2 separate regions of the Hordeum vulgare genome follow, and region 2 is linked to region 1. Evidence: chromatin contacts called from public Hi-C data. All regions are on one chromosome and are shown on one strand. The core of a region is the stretch at or near the end of the contact, and the rest is flanking DNA. Distances in the headings are between cores, read along the strand shown.

Region 1 (6,110 bases), core at 1,307-3,806:
ACGATCCGTCCCGCGATCCCATCACGATCCATCTGTGCTCTAGTGCCGAACGGACGACACCTCCACGTTCAACACACGTACACCTCGATGACGATCCCCACCTTCTTGATGCAACAAGAGGGGCGGAGAGGTAGATGAGTTCTCCAGCACGGCGTCGTGGTAGTGGTGGTGGTGAACTAATCCAGCAGGGCTTCGCCTAAGCACCGCCGAACTAGACTAGACGAGAAACAAATCTCCGTAGCTGATTCATGTGTCTCAAAACCCTCAAAACCTTTAGTATATGTAGGAGGAGGATAGAGGAGGCAGCCTTGGCCCCTACTCCAAGGAGAAGGTGTCGGCCGAACCCTACAAGGAAGAGTCCACCTTCCCACAAGGGAAGTGGACTAGTTTGGGAGGACTCCTCCTTCCTTTCCTTGTAAAGGACTATGGCCTTTTATCTCCACTCTTAGCCGCATGGGCTTTTGAGAGAGGCTTCGGCCAGCCCACCAGGGGCTGGTCCACCTCCTCTCACAACCCATAAGGCTCTTGGGTCGTCACACCCCTCCCGGTGGTTCCCGGCACCCTCCCGGCACTCCTGGTACACTACCGATGAGCCTGAAACTTTTCCGGAGACCAAAACAGGACTTCTTATATATATCAATCTTTACCTCTTCCGGAGCTCCTCGTGACGTCCGGGACTCCGAACAACCTTCGGTCACCAACATACATAACTGGACTATACCGAAACATCATCGAACCTTAAGTGTGCAGACCCTACGGGTTCGAGAACTATGCACACATGACCTGAGACATTCTCTAGTCAATAACCAATAGCGGGACCTGTAGGCCCGTATTGGCTCCTACATATTCTACGAAGATCTTTGTCGGTTGAACCTCGATGTCAAGGATTCAGTTAATCCCGTATAATGTTCCCTTTGTCCATCGGTATGTTACTTGCCCGAGATTCGATCGTCGGTATCTCTATACCTAGTTCAATCTCGTTACCGGCAAGTCTCTTTACTCGTTCCGTAATACCAGATCCCATGGCTAACTCCTTAGTCACATTGCTTGCAAGGCTTGTTTGTGATGTTGTATTACCGAGTGAGCCCCGAGGTACCTCTTCGTCACATGGAGTGACAAGTTCCAGTCTTGATCCATGCCAACCCAATAGACACCTTCGGAGATACATGTAGAGCACATTTATAGTTACCCAGTTACATTGCGATGTTTGATACACACAAGGCATTCCTCTGGTGTCCAGGAGTTGCATGATCTCATGGTCATAGGAACAGATACATTGACATGCAGAAAACAATAGCTATAAACTGACACGATCATATGCTACGTTCATAGTTTGAGTCTTGTCCATCACATCATTCTCCTAATGATGTGATCCCGTTATCAAGTGACAACACTTGTCTATGGCTAGGAAACCTTAATCATCTTTGATCAATGAGCTAGTCAACTAGTGGCTTACTAGGGACAGTGTTTTGTCTATGTATCCAGGCATGTATTTTAGTTTCCAATCAATACAATTATAGCATGGATAATAAACTATTATCATGAATAAGAAAATATAATAATAACCAATTTATTATTGCCTCTAGGGCATATTTTCAACAAAAATATATCTTCTTTCCTTTCCTCCAACAAGATCCTTTGCAAAAATTACAATATCTTTCAACCCTTTTCTGTTTTCCGTAATGAGACCTTTGTTGCGAAAATTTCATCTAAAGCAATTGTAGTATTACTTCGTGCATTCCGTTCACAAAAATTACTTGTGAGCGACACATGCGTGTAGCATCCAAAGCGCGGCCTAAAATACCGACACTTCATCGATTTAATGGAAGATGACATTTTAAAAAGTTTCTTGCCATATAAGCCCTTCACGTGGTCGGCCCGATTAAAATGAATCGGACGTGTGGCGGATGTCACGTGCAGGATCAGTCGGTAGATTTAGACCATTTTTCTTGAGTAAGAGCCTGTGTGGGACTGCTCTGCTCCTTAAAATTCAGCTCTGCTCCAGAAAAGACAAGCCAAACGGGGTAGCTCCACGATATGTTGTTCCGCAAAAAACTAGAATCTAGGTACAACTTCAGAGTTTTTATGAAGCTCCTAAGAGGGTGCTCAAAAAAACTCTAGAAGTTGAAGCTGGGGGGAATTACGCACCACTGCCACCAGTAAATGGATACCCCTTCATTTCTTTACCCTCAACCAATGAAATAGATTCTTTCCACTGAATTTTCTATCCCAGAAGCTGGAGCTAAATGAAAGCCAAACATTCTCTTGATAGTGCTATAACTTCTATATGAAACTGCTTCAAAATAAATTTGACGAAGTGAAGCTGATTTTGATGAATTGAAGCAGTCCCAAACAGCCTAAACCAAGCCACACAAAAAAAAAAAATCGACGCCTGAGAGATTCGAACTCTCGCGGGGAAACCCCATGTACTTAGCAGGCACACGCCTTAACCACTCGGCCAAAGCGTCTTTGATGACACTATTGCTACATTTTATGCTTTTAAACGGTACTATATCTAACCCCCATTCGTTCCCCGAACCCCTCCCCACCAGCCGAGGCAAGACACAGCAATCAGGCCATGGACAGCGGCGGCGTGCGGCCATCGCTTCCGTCCGCGGCGGCGGCGGGAGGAGCCTCCGTCCCGGACGAGCCGCGCGACGCGCGCGTGGTGCGGGAGCTCCTCCGGTCGATGGGGCTCGGCGAGGGCGAGTACGAGCCGCGCGTCGTGGGCCAGTTCCTGGACCTGGCATACCGGTACGTCGGGGACGTGCTCGGCGACGCCCAGGTCTACGCCGACCACGCAGACAAGCCCCAGATCGACGCCGACGACGTCCGCCTCGCCATCCAGGCCAATGTCAACTTCTCCTTCTCCCAGCCGCCGCCCCGCGAGGTACGAGCACTACCAATCTCACCAAAAACCCTAGAGTATATCTTCGTTAGATTCGGACGAATTACTAGGTATCGTAGCTTCATTCAACTCGTCAATGAAGAGGACAAGGGTCCAATTTAAACTCCAGATCCAGGGCGGGCTTTCCTGTGAACCTATCAGATTCGGAGGGAACAATGTTTTGGACTCCGATTGGGGAAAGGATAAGCTTGTAGAGGATGTGCAGATGTGTCGAAGAAGAAACAATCTAGATAGATACTGCCTCTATCCGGTTATACAGGGGCTAATATGTATTTCGAGATTTAAGCTGACCATCAATAGGATCCCTGTTCAAGAATCCATCCGATTAACCAGTTAAATTGTTGATTAATCCCTACTCGCAGGCTCATTGAATAGCCGATAAACCTAAAAATCGTCCTATTAATTGATTAAATTGCTGATTCCCTTGCCGATTAGCCCATTAATCCCCTACTCGCCACCCAACCGAGCAGCTGCCAGTTAACGATTTCCTCAACAAGGAATAGGATAAACATATATGAGATGTATATGCTATAAAGATCCTACCATTAGAAACAACTTTCAACGAATTTGATGGTATACTTTTTGCAACGCCCGCATCATATATTATTGGTCTAAATAATGGTCAAAATAAATCTTGAAACATGCTTTACTCCCTATATATTAGGATGGAGGGAGTACGGAAAATGGTGTGTGCTATGAGATTTCAGTTAATTTCTGGGTCTTGGCTGGGAGATATTTTTTGGGGGAAATTTGAATCTCAAATAAGGCTCAACTTCTTGATCAAATGTGTTCCACAATAAGAGCACATCAATCATAGCTTCAGACATGGTGGTTAGAAGCCACCATCCGGAACGCAGCACAGAGAGATTGCGGATTTGCAGTTTTGAGTCCTTGAGCTCACAAAATGTCGGTTTTTTTAACTCATAGCCATCTGAGGGACCAACATATCAGTCAGTGTTATACTGAAATTATAATGAACAAACATAGGAGGGAATGTGGGATTCAAACCCAGATTCATCTCAAGTACTAGTACTCTACCACCCTACCACTAGGACCAAGATGACTCCTTTATCCGTTAGGAAGTTGGAACTGACCAAACTTTTGCCAGTTTGATGGGGTAATCAGGGAGTGCCAAGATTTTACGTCCAGAGTGCAGCTATTAGCAGAAATGAATACCTTGTCGATGTAAGGTATGATCAATACCAATAGGTGGGAGAAGTCAGAAGTAAAGGTAGCAGAATAGAATCCATACTCAAAGAAAAAAAAGCAAAGAGCCCTTTCTAGCCTCCATCATGGGAGAACCTTTCATATTTGCGCATATGATGCAAGGAGAGTCCAGTTCGGACAGAACATTGAAATTTAATTCAGTCCATGTCTTGTTAGGAATGTTCAGCTGAGCCCATTTATGTTTGGAAAGTTGAATGCTTATCTGCTGAAGGGTCTAAAATCTTAGGAATCATGTGCAAATAGTAGTTTCATATACACAATTTTACTTCACCTTTGAGAACCAAGCAAGAAACAAATAACCTGTTCTGTTAGTGCAGAGATGCTGCTAGTCTGTTGGAACTGGAAACACGAATACTCAGTTTCCTTATTAGTTGGCTTTACTCTTTAGATATATTATGTGTATTCTATTGTTGATAACTTTCATTAGATTTGGACAGTCTACATGGATGGGTCAAGTCAAATAATCACATAGAAGAGAGAGCATCTGTTAGGCCTAGCGACTCGTAGCACCCGGTAAGGGCCTGGCGATCTTGTTTTTCTTGCTGCCGGTGGCAGAAATCTCTGGTAAATCATCAATGGGCATGCTGCACTCTGCGGCGCGCTTCCTGGAATCCTTACCAGATTCGTAGGGACTCTTGTTCTTGCCCTCCCACCCGGGAGCTTTGCCGGCAGGAGCAGGTGCCTTGTCGGCAAATGCTGCCGCTGCCTCCCGATAGAGTTTGTCAACGCAGAGGACCGCGTTCTTGCTGTCGGTGTGGACGTTGATGACGCTCATCGGCCCTGGCATCTTCAGTGTATTGTAGGTGTGGTGAGACTGCGCCATGAATTTTATGAGGGGTGCGGCGGAGGTCCCGTCGTCGCCGCTGTTGCTGCTGCAGTAGTCGCCGTCGCGACGTTATCCTCAGTCGCCGCTAGCGCGTCTCGCGTCACCATGATGACGGGGTTCGGGCCGCGGCTCGCGGAACTCCGTGCGGTGTTGTGGCTGCGTCGCCTGTAGCTGACTGTGATGGCAGCTTGGATGAAGACGGGATGGCCGCCGACGTGCCCTTTGCCTTTTTGGGAGCCATGGGCGTCGATGAAGATGCTGAGGAAGACACGCAAAAGTTGGTGAAGGTTCGCGCACGCGGCCTCCTACTTGGCGCGCCAAAGATGTCGGGGTACGATAACCTATGAGACCTGCTGAAAGCACAACTTCTTCCTAGGTGGATTTGGTAATTAATAACAACATATATTTCATTGAACTAATGATTCTACCAAGTATATTTCAGGAAAGGTTCAATGAATGGATTGACAAAGGATTGTGAGGAGATCCCCTAGATGCAAGGAACATTAGTTAGCAACAAGCTTCAAGACTCTACATTTTGCTTTTATGTGAGAAATCACAATTGAGTCCAAAGGAAAGCCAATACTATTAAAAGGGGATGAAGTATCTATGATGATCTGGTTGCTCAAGTGCTTAGAGTTAGCCATCAAAAATCCTCATAGAATTCTCCCACATAAACATTCTGTCCAAGCCCCAAAGTCCAAATTCGGTGCCACCAAGTTTCCAATATCGGCCTGATGAGGTGGAGCGATGAAGAGGTAGCAGGGTTCTTGCCGGGCACGGCGGCTTGCCGGTGGCTTGGCCTTGATGCCTGGCGTTGTGTTCGACGCATCGTCTCTTGACAAGGCTTGCCGGGCAGGAGGCCGCTGTCGTCTGTGCACAAGTCAGGGTACTAAGGGACTCGTTCTTTAGTACACCGACACGTTGAGAACTAAGTCCCCAACTACCAGCTTGACCAGGATAATCCGGTTCCCACGTCTCTTGATGTCTAAACTTCATACTTGAGGCTCTTGCTAATCAAGATGCCTACTCCGTTTCTGTTTGCAAACGTCCCCGTGTACCACAGCTTGAAGCCGCTATCCTCCATCTCCTTTGTCTTTTGTCTCCTCTATTTGGTCTCTTGGACGCAAAGGATATCAACATCTCCTGACC
Region 2 (6,110 bases), core at 2,586-5,085, 150 kb after region 1:
GCCGTGGCCGGGGGGGCGCCTCCTAAGCTTGTGGGATCCCTGGGCCTCCTCTGCCCTAGGTCTTTCGACTAAAAATTCCCTAAAATCCCAAAAAAATCAGGAGATCATCGAAAGTACTTTTCCGCCGCCGCAAGCTTCTGTCTCCGCAAGATCCCATCTGGGGCACATTCTGGTGCCCTGCTGGAGGGGGGATTCAGATACAGAGGGCTTCTTCATCAACATCATGACCTCTCTGATGATGCGTGAGTAGTTCACCACAGACCTACGGGTCCATAGATAGTAGCTAGATGGCTTCTTCTCTCTCTTGGATCTTCAATACAAAGTTCTCCATGATCTTCATGGAGATCTATCGATGTAATCTTCTTTTGCAGTGTGTTTGTCGAGATCCGATGAATTGTGGATTTATGATCAGATTATCTATGAATCTTATTTGAGTTTCTTCTGCTCTCTTATGCATGATTTCATATCCTTGTAATTCTCTTCGAGTTGTGGGTTTTGTTTGGCCAACTAGATCTATGATTCTTGCAATGGGAGAAGTGCTTGGTTTTGGGTTCATACCGTGCGGTGACCTCACCCAGTGACAGAAGGGGTAGCGAGGCACGCATCGTGTTGTTGCCATCAAGGGTAAAAAGATGGGGTTTTCATCATTGGTTTGAGTTTATCCCTCTACATCATGTCATCTTGCTTATGGCGTTACTCTGTTCGTCATGAACTCAATACACTAGATGCATGCTGGATAGCGGTCGATGTGTGGAGTAATAGTAGTAGATGGAGAAAGTATCGGTCTACTTGTCTCGGACGTGATGCCTATATGTATGATCATTGCCTTAGATATCGTCATGACTTTGCGCGGTTCTATCAATTGCTCCACAGTAATTTGTTCACCCACCGTGATATTTGCTATTTTGAGAGAAGCCTCTAGTGAACACTATTGCCCCCGGGTCTACTCCACACCATATTTTCGGCCTTGCACTTTTTCTTCGTTTCACTTTCCGCCTTCAGATCTCACTTTGCAATCAATCTTGAAGGGATTGACAACCCCTTTATAGTGTTGGGTGCAAGCTCTTTGTGTTTGTGCAGGTACTCTGGACTTGACGAGATTCTCCTACTGGATTGATACCTTGGTTCTCAAACTGAGGGAAATACTTACTGCTCCTGTGCTGCATCACCCTTTCCTCTTCAAGGGAATACCAACGCAAGCTCAAGGGACGACAGAAGATCTCTGTCGAGGTAGCACACCTCCAGGCTACCGCCCTGGTCCCAACTACCGTGGAAAGAACCCTATCTACAGGTCGCGCTTGGCGCCTCCTTGGACACCGCCGTCTTCAAACCCTATGATGGCTCCGAGTGCTCCACCAGCGTCTCCATCCCGCCGTCCTCCGCATGATCCATGGACCGGGCTTGTCCACGCATGGCCTATGCCTTGGTCTGCCACGTCGCCCCTGGGGGCTCCACCTGCCTACACCGGTGCTTGGCAACCCGGCCTTCGTCCGCATACTGGTGCCCGTGGGTTACTTACCCCTCGAGAGTCAGCGAACGCATATCATGTCGCTCCATCACATACTTCATACAGTGCTCCACCGCCCTGCCCTACTGACGGAAGCCTCTACTACACGCCCTCGTCAGCTCTCCTGTCTTCACCGGCATATGAGCCGGCGCTGCTGCCAACACCAACCTCACGTGCACCGCCGGGCTGGGATCAAGTCGCCTTTCTCCAGGTTATGAACAACTTTGGTGTCCAAGGAAACTCAGGTACATATTGGAATTTTTTTTCTGGTGCCTCTAGTCATATGTCTCCATCAAGTAATTTGCTATCTTTTTGGGAGATGTGTTTTTGCACCGAGGTGCATACGCACCCGGATGAACAGTAACATACACAAAAAATATATGTTTTCAGAAAAATCCGATTTTTCTGGATGTCTATGTTATTGTCGCAAGCATGCTTGACAATTTTCATGTGAATCGGAGGAGTGGTGTTTCGTCGATGAAAAGAAACAAATTTGGATGTGACATTTCAGAAAAACCATTGATGTTCAACTTGTTTTTTTTACACACGTCAAAATACTTAACCTTTTTGCCTAAAAAATTTCAGATAGCATTTGAATGTGCCTTTACTGTTGCAAATTTACACGCTTCTCTTCTTTACTTTTGCATTTCTCGTTGTCTTCGCATAGATCAACTCCTTTCAGGGCTGGCCCTGTGTTTCGGAAGGCCCTAGGCGGACTCGACAACATGGGCCTCTTAAGTCCTAAGACCATATATGTATGTGTTTGGGTGATACATAAATAAATAAATATAATTGGGGAAAAAATCTTCAGTTTTAGATTTGGCTATAATACTTGTTGGAGAATGCCATAATACAATAGAAAAACTACAAAGATAGCAAAATGAAACTAACATGACATAATTATCTCAGATAAGAACCAAATTTGACTAATTCCATTGACAATAATACTATTTTAGTGCTTTTGAAAAAAGCTTCGTAGTGTTCTTCTTGATGCAAAGCCAGCAAGGAGAATATCGAGATCAACACTATCCAAGATATGCATCTCAATGCAGCACATAGCCAAGCAATTCAATATAATCTATCTTCCAACATAGTTGACCTCAAACAATTTTCCTGCTCAGGATTAGCTTATTGCCATTGTTCTTCACTCACATCAACATTGAAATTGGGTAGCCAGGTTGCCGGCGCCGGCACTGCCACACGGCGCAACAACAGGCTGCCCGTCTGTCGCGCGCGCAGCGACGACAACGAGGCGCCGAGCGAGAGCGACGGTCGACAAATACGAACAAGAGGAACTCGAACAGACGAAGGCACGGCTATACAACGGTCTTGAGATTGATTTGATTCAGATTTTCAAGGGCGTACGCGTGCGGCCGTGCCTGGCGTATGGCCACGCTTAACTAGTTCGCTCGTATCTGCCAAACAATTAGGCCTAGCCCATTGCGCTTCTCTCAAATTGTTTCTTATCTATTTTTTTTGCTGGGCTATACTACACATATATACCACATCATGGGCCCCCCTCAGGCCTGGGCCCTAGACCGTCGCCCCTCTGACCATACACCAGGCCGGCACTAACTCCTTTGAGAACAAAACTCAAACGAACTCCAAGGTACTAAATGAAGAACGAGAACAAAACAAAGCTTATTCTATTTCCATTTATTTATTTGCGTTTTTGAAAACTAACTTGCAATAAAAAATCATAAAGGCAAAAATAAAAAGCAAAAGAGTTGGAAGATACCGACGCGAGTGTTTCGAATCTCCTCGAGCTTAAGAGCCTGTTTGGGACTGCTCTGCTCCTTAAAATTCAGCTCTGCTCCAGAAAAAATAAGCCAAACGGGATAGCTCCAGGATATGCTGCTCCACAAAAAATCTAGAATCTGGGATACAACTTCAAAGTTTTTAGAAAGCTCCTGAGAGGGTGCTCCAAAAAAGACTAGAAGCTGGAGTTGGGGGAAAATTACCCACCACTGCCACCAGTAAGTGGATACCCCTTCATTTCTTTCCCCTCAACCAATCAAATAGATTCTTTCCATCAAATTTTTTATTCTTGAAGTTGGAGCTAGATGGAAGCCAAACATTCTCTTGATAGTGCTATAGCTTCTGTATGAAACTGCTCCAAAGTAAATTTGATGAAGTGAAGCTGATTTTGATGAATTGAAGCAGTCCCAAACATGCCCTAAGTACACCATCATTAGAATTTATTCAAATACCGTCACCACATCTTGATGTAAAAGTAATGATCGCCTCCCCAAACTTTTATGCCCATTGTCGAAAGGCAAAATGCCTCTCCTCAAAATTAGAAAAGGAAAATGTCATTGACTCCTTGCTGGAAAAGCAGCAAAGCACAGGAGAGAAAGTAGCACGAGCAAGCGTCTGGGCTCTCCTCCTACCAACCACGCGACACACGAGCCCGTCAGGAATAGGGGCCTGAGCCGGAAACTCACAACCGCGTCGACTGCAGCGCTCGCGGCACCCGTAATAAGGAGAGCACCCCGCTGGCGGCGATGGGGCAGAGCCACAGCCTAGCCATAGCCAACAAGCCCAAACCGGGGGACAGGCACGCGACGCCACAGCCGCGCGGCGGCGACGACCAACACCAGAACCAGCCAGAAGCCGCCGGGAGGCGCCCGCCGGCCGCGGCCATGGACACCTTCTTCCTGTCGCACGGCTCGCCCACGCTCTCCATCGACGAGACGATCCCGGCGCGGAGCTTCTTCGAGTCATGGCTGCCGGCGGCCGTCGCCGGCCCGGAGCGGCCGCGCGCCATCCTGATCGTGTCGGCCCACTGGGAGACGGCCACGCCGGCCGTCAACGTCATCCGCGGCAGCAACGACACCATCCACGACTTCGGCGGCTTCCCCAAGTCCATGTACCAGGTCCGTTCCCGGCTTGCTTGCTTTCTTCCATCCCCTCTCGTTCTGGTTCGATTGAGATGTTGTCCTGGTTGGTTGGGCCGGTCAGACTTCGCGTGGATCCGCTGTTTGATTTTAAAATAGCCAAGGTTGGTGGTGGATGCCCTTGCCTTGGTTTTGGCTGTGGGTTCTCGAAAGGAGATTGGTCATGGCATGGTACAGGTGCACACGCCAAAACTGGATGGTACTAATACTATTCCAAAATTTGCTCAAAGAAAGTTGGACTTTTTTTTTTTTTGCTTGATCACTTGAATTTTGGTGAATAAAGGGTATGATATCCTGCAACATCGTTAACTGTGAACACTGCGCATGTTCTGAATTTTATTGTAGATAACACCTTATTGAGGTTGGGAAACGGTAGGGTCGTGAGGATACCATTATTTGAGTAGGTAGTAGTGAGGCTACAAAGGTTGCATCCAATTCGTTATGATACTATAGCAAGAGGTAATCGAAGACTCATTCAACATAGAATTTCATAAAAATATTTGTAGCCGGCATCGATCCCATGTCTTTGGTATAATGAAGCCTAAGAGCAACCCAGCGAGAGGACGCATTTCGTCCGTGTGTGTTCGTATATATTGACGTGGATAAAAGTAATGGCCTAATGTGAAGATTCATTTTTATTTTGCGTCTATTTTGTGTCCGCGCGGATCCATTTTTAACGCAAATTTGGATCATATTTGGGTCGCTGACGGATACAAAGCACACATTTTTTTGTGGCTACGTCGTCCGCATGTGTGACCTGACCCATTTGTCACATAGCCACCCACCCACATCTGCCTACTTATTTAATTCGTTGGTTCATCCACATCCACATTTTTTCTATTATTTTATTGCCACAGTGCTGCTGCTCACTTGCTTTTCGTTGGGTGCATGTGCTGACGCATTTAATAAAACGGACACGGAGGCCGGCGGACGACCCAAACGGACAAAAAACGTTATCCATTTAGATCGGCGAGTTGAAGTTGCCCGAACAAAGCATCGAAACATGATATAATGAAGACAAGGAAGAGCCCACAAATATGGTTGGTCTTAGAAATAGCAAGCGATTGAGCTATATGCATTACCTTAAAGAGTGGGTAGGGGTCTGGTGACACATATCTGGGCCTCTTTGACTCGTTCAATTCAAAAAGCACAACAACATGAAAAATGTGGAATTTGAGTATCATGTCACATTACATCCTATATGAATGGAATACACAAAAAAACTGTGTGATGCAAATTATTTGTTTGCATCACAGGGAAACAATGAACTCTTTCAAAACATTAGGTGCATGCGTTGCCGTAGAAACCAAAAAACTTTTTTTGTTGGAATTCCGTTCAAAGGTGGCATAAATCAAAAGTTTTTGGGCGTGATTCGTAAACGTAGTTGTCGGAACTGTCCCGTGGAGTGTGGGTAAACAAGGCCTGGCTGGGGTAAAACAGACACAAAACTAACATCTACACTTAGTTTGGTTGGTTGCATACATTCTAGGTTGCATGAGGTGTCACTCTAGGCATGCTGTTTGGTTGTCCACTTGTGCACGCGCAAACACACAGCCTGCTCTTTGGTGGCATGCATCGCATGTTATCCGGTAACCTCTGACACGGTGGTGAGGTTACCAGCACACAACGGCCTTACGAAGAACACATATAATAAAACATAGAGCAGATATAAATGTTATGCCACACATAACAGATCAGTTCAAAAT

Evidence for each region. Hi-C and Micro-C count contacts between places; a contact is called where the count stands out from the background.
Region 2: a Hi-C map of leaf shows a contact between it and region 1, with 2.5 times the contacts expected there. The contact joins the promoter of LOC123444740 here to the promoter of LOC123444739 in region 1. A contact is called at or near these places in 1 of 6 Hi-C or Micro-C datasets (leaf) and 1 of 1 datasets of contacts at active chromatin or transcription factors (embryo).

The regions. Positions count from the first base shown.
Region 1 is chr3H:531,868,195-531,874,304 of MorexV3_pseudomolecules_assembly, forward strand. LOC123444739 (transcription initiation factor TFIID subunit 9-like) reads left to right here and starts at 2,557. Exons shown (of 2, transcript XM_045121561.1): 1 at 2,557-2,890. The coding sequence starts at 2,579. It overlaps TRNAS-GCU (a tRNA gene), which reads right to left and starts at 2,468; the gene lies at 2,387-2,468.
Region 2 is chr3H:532,021,463-532,027,572 of MorexV3_pseudomolecules_assembly, forward strand. LOC123444740 (extradiol ring-cleavage dioxygenase-like) reads left to right here and starts at 3,836. Exons shown (of 3, transcript XM_045121562.1): 1 at 3,836-4,383. The coding sequence starts at 4,012.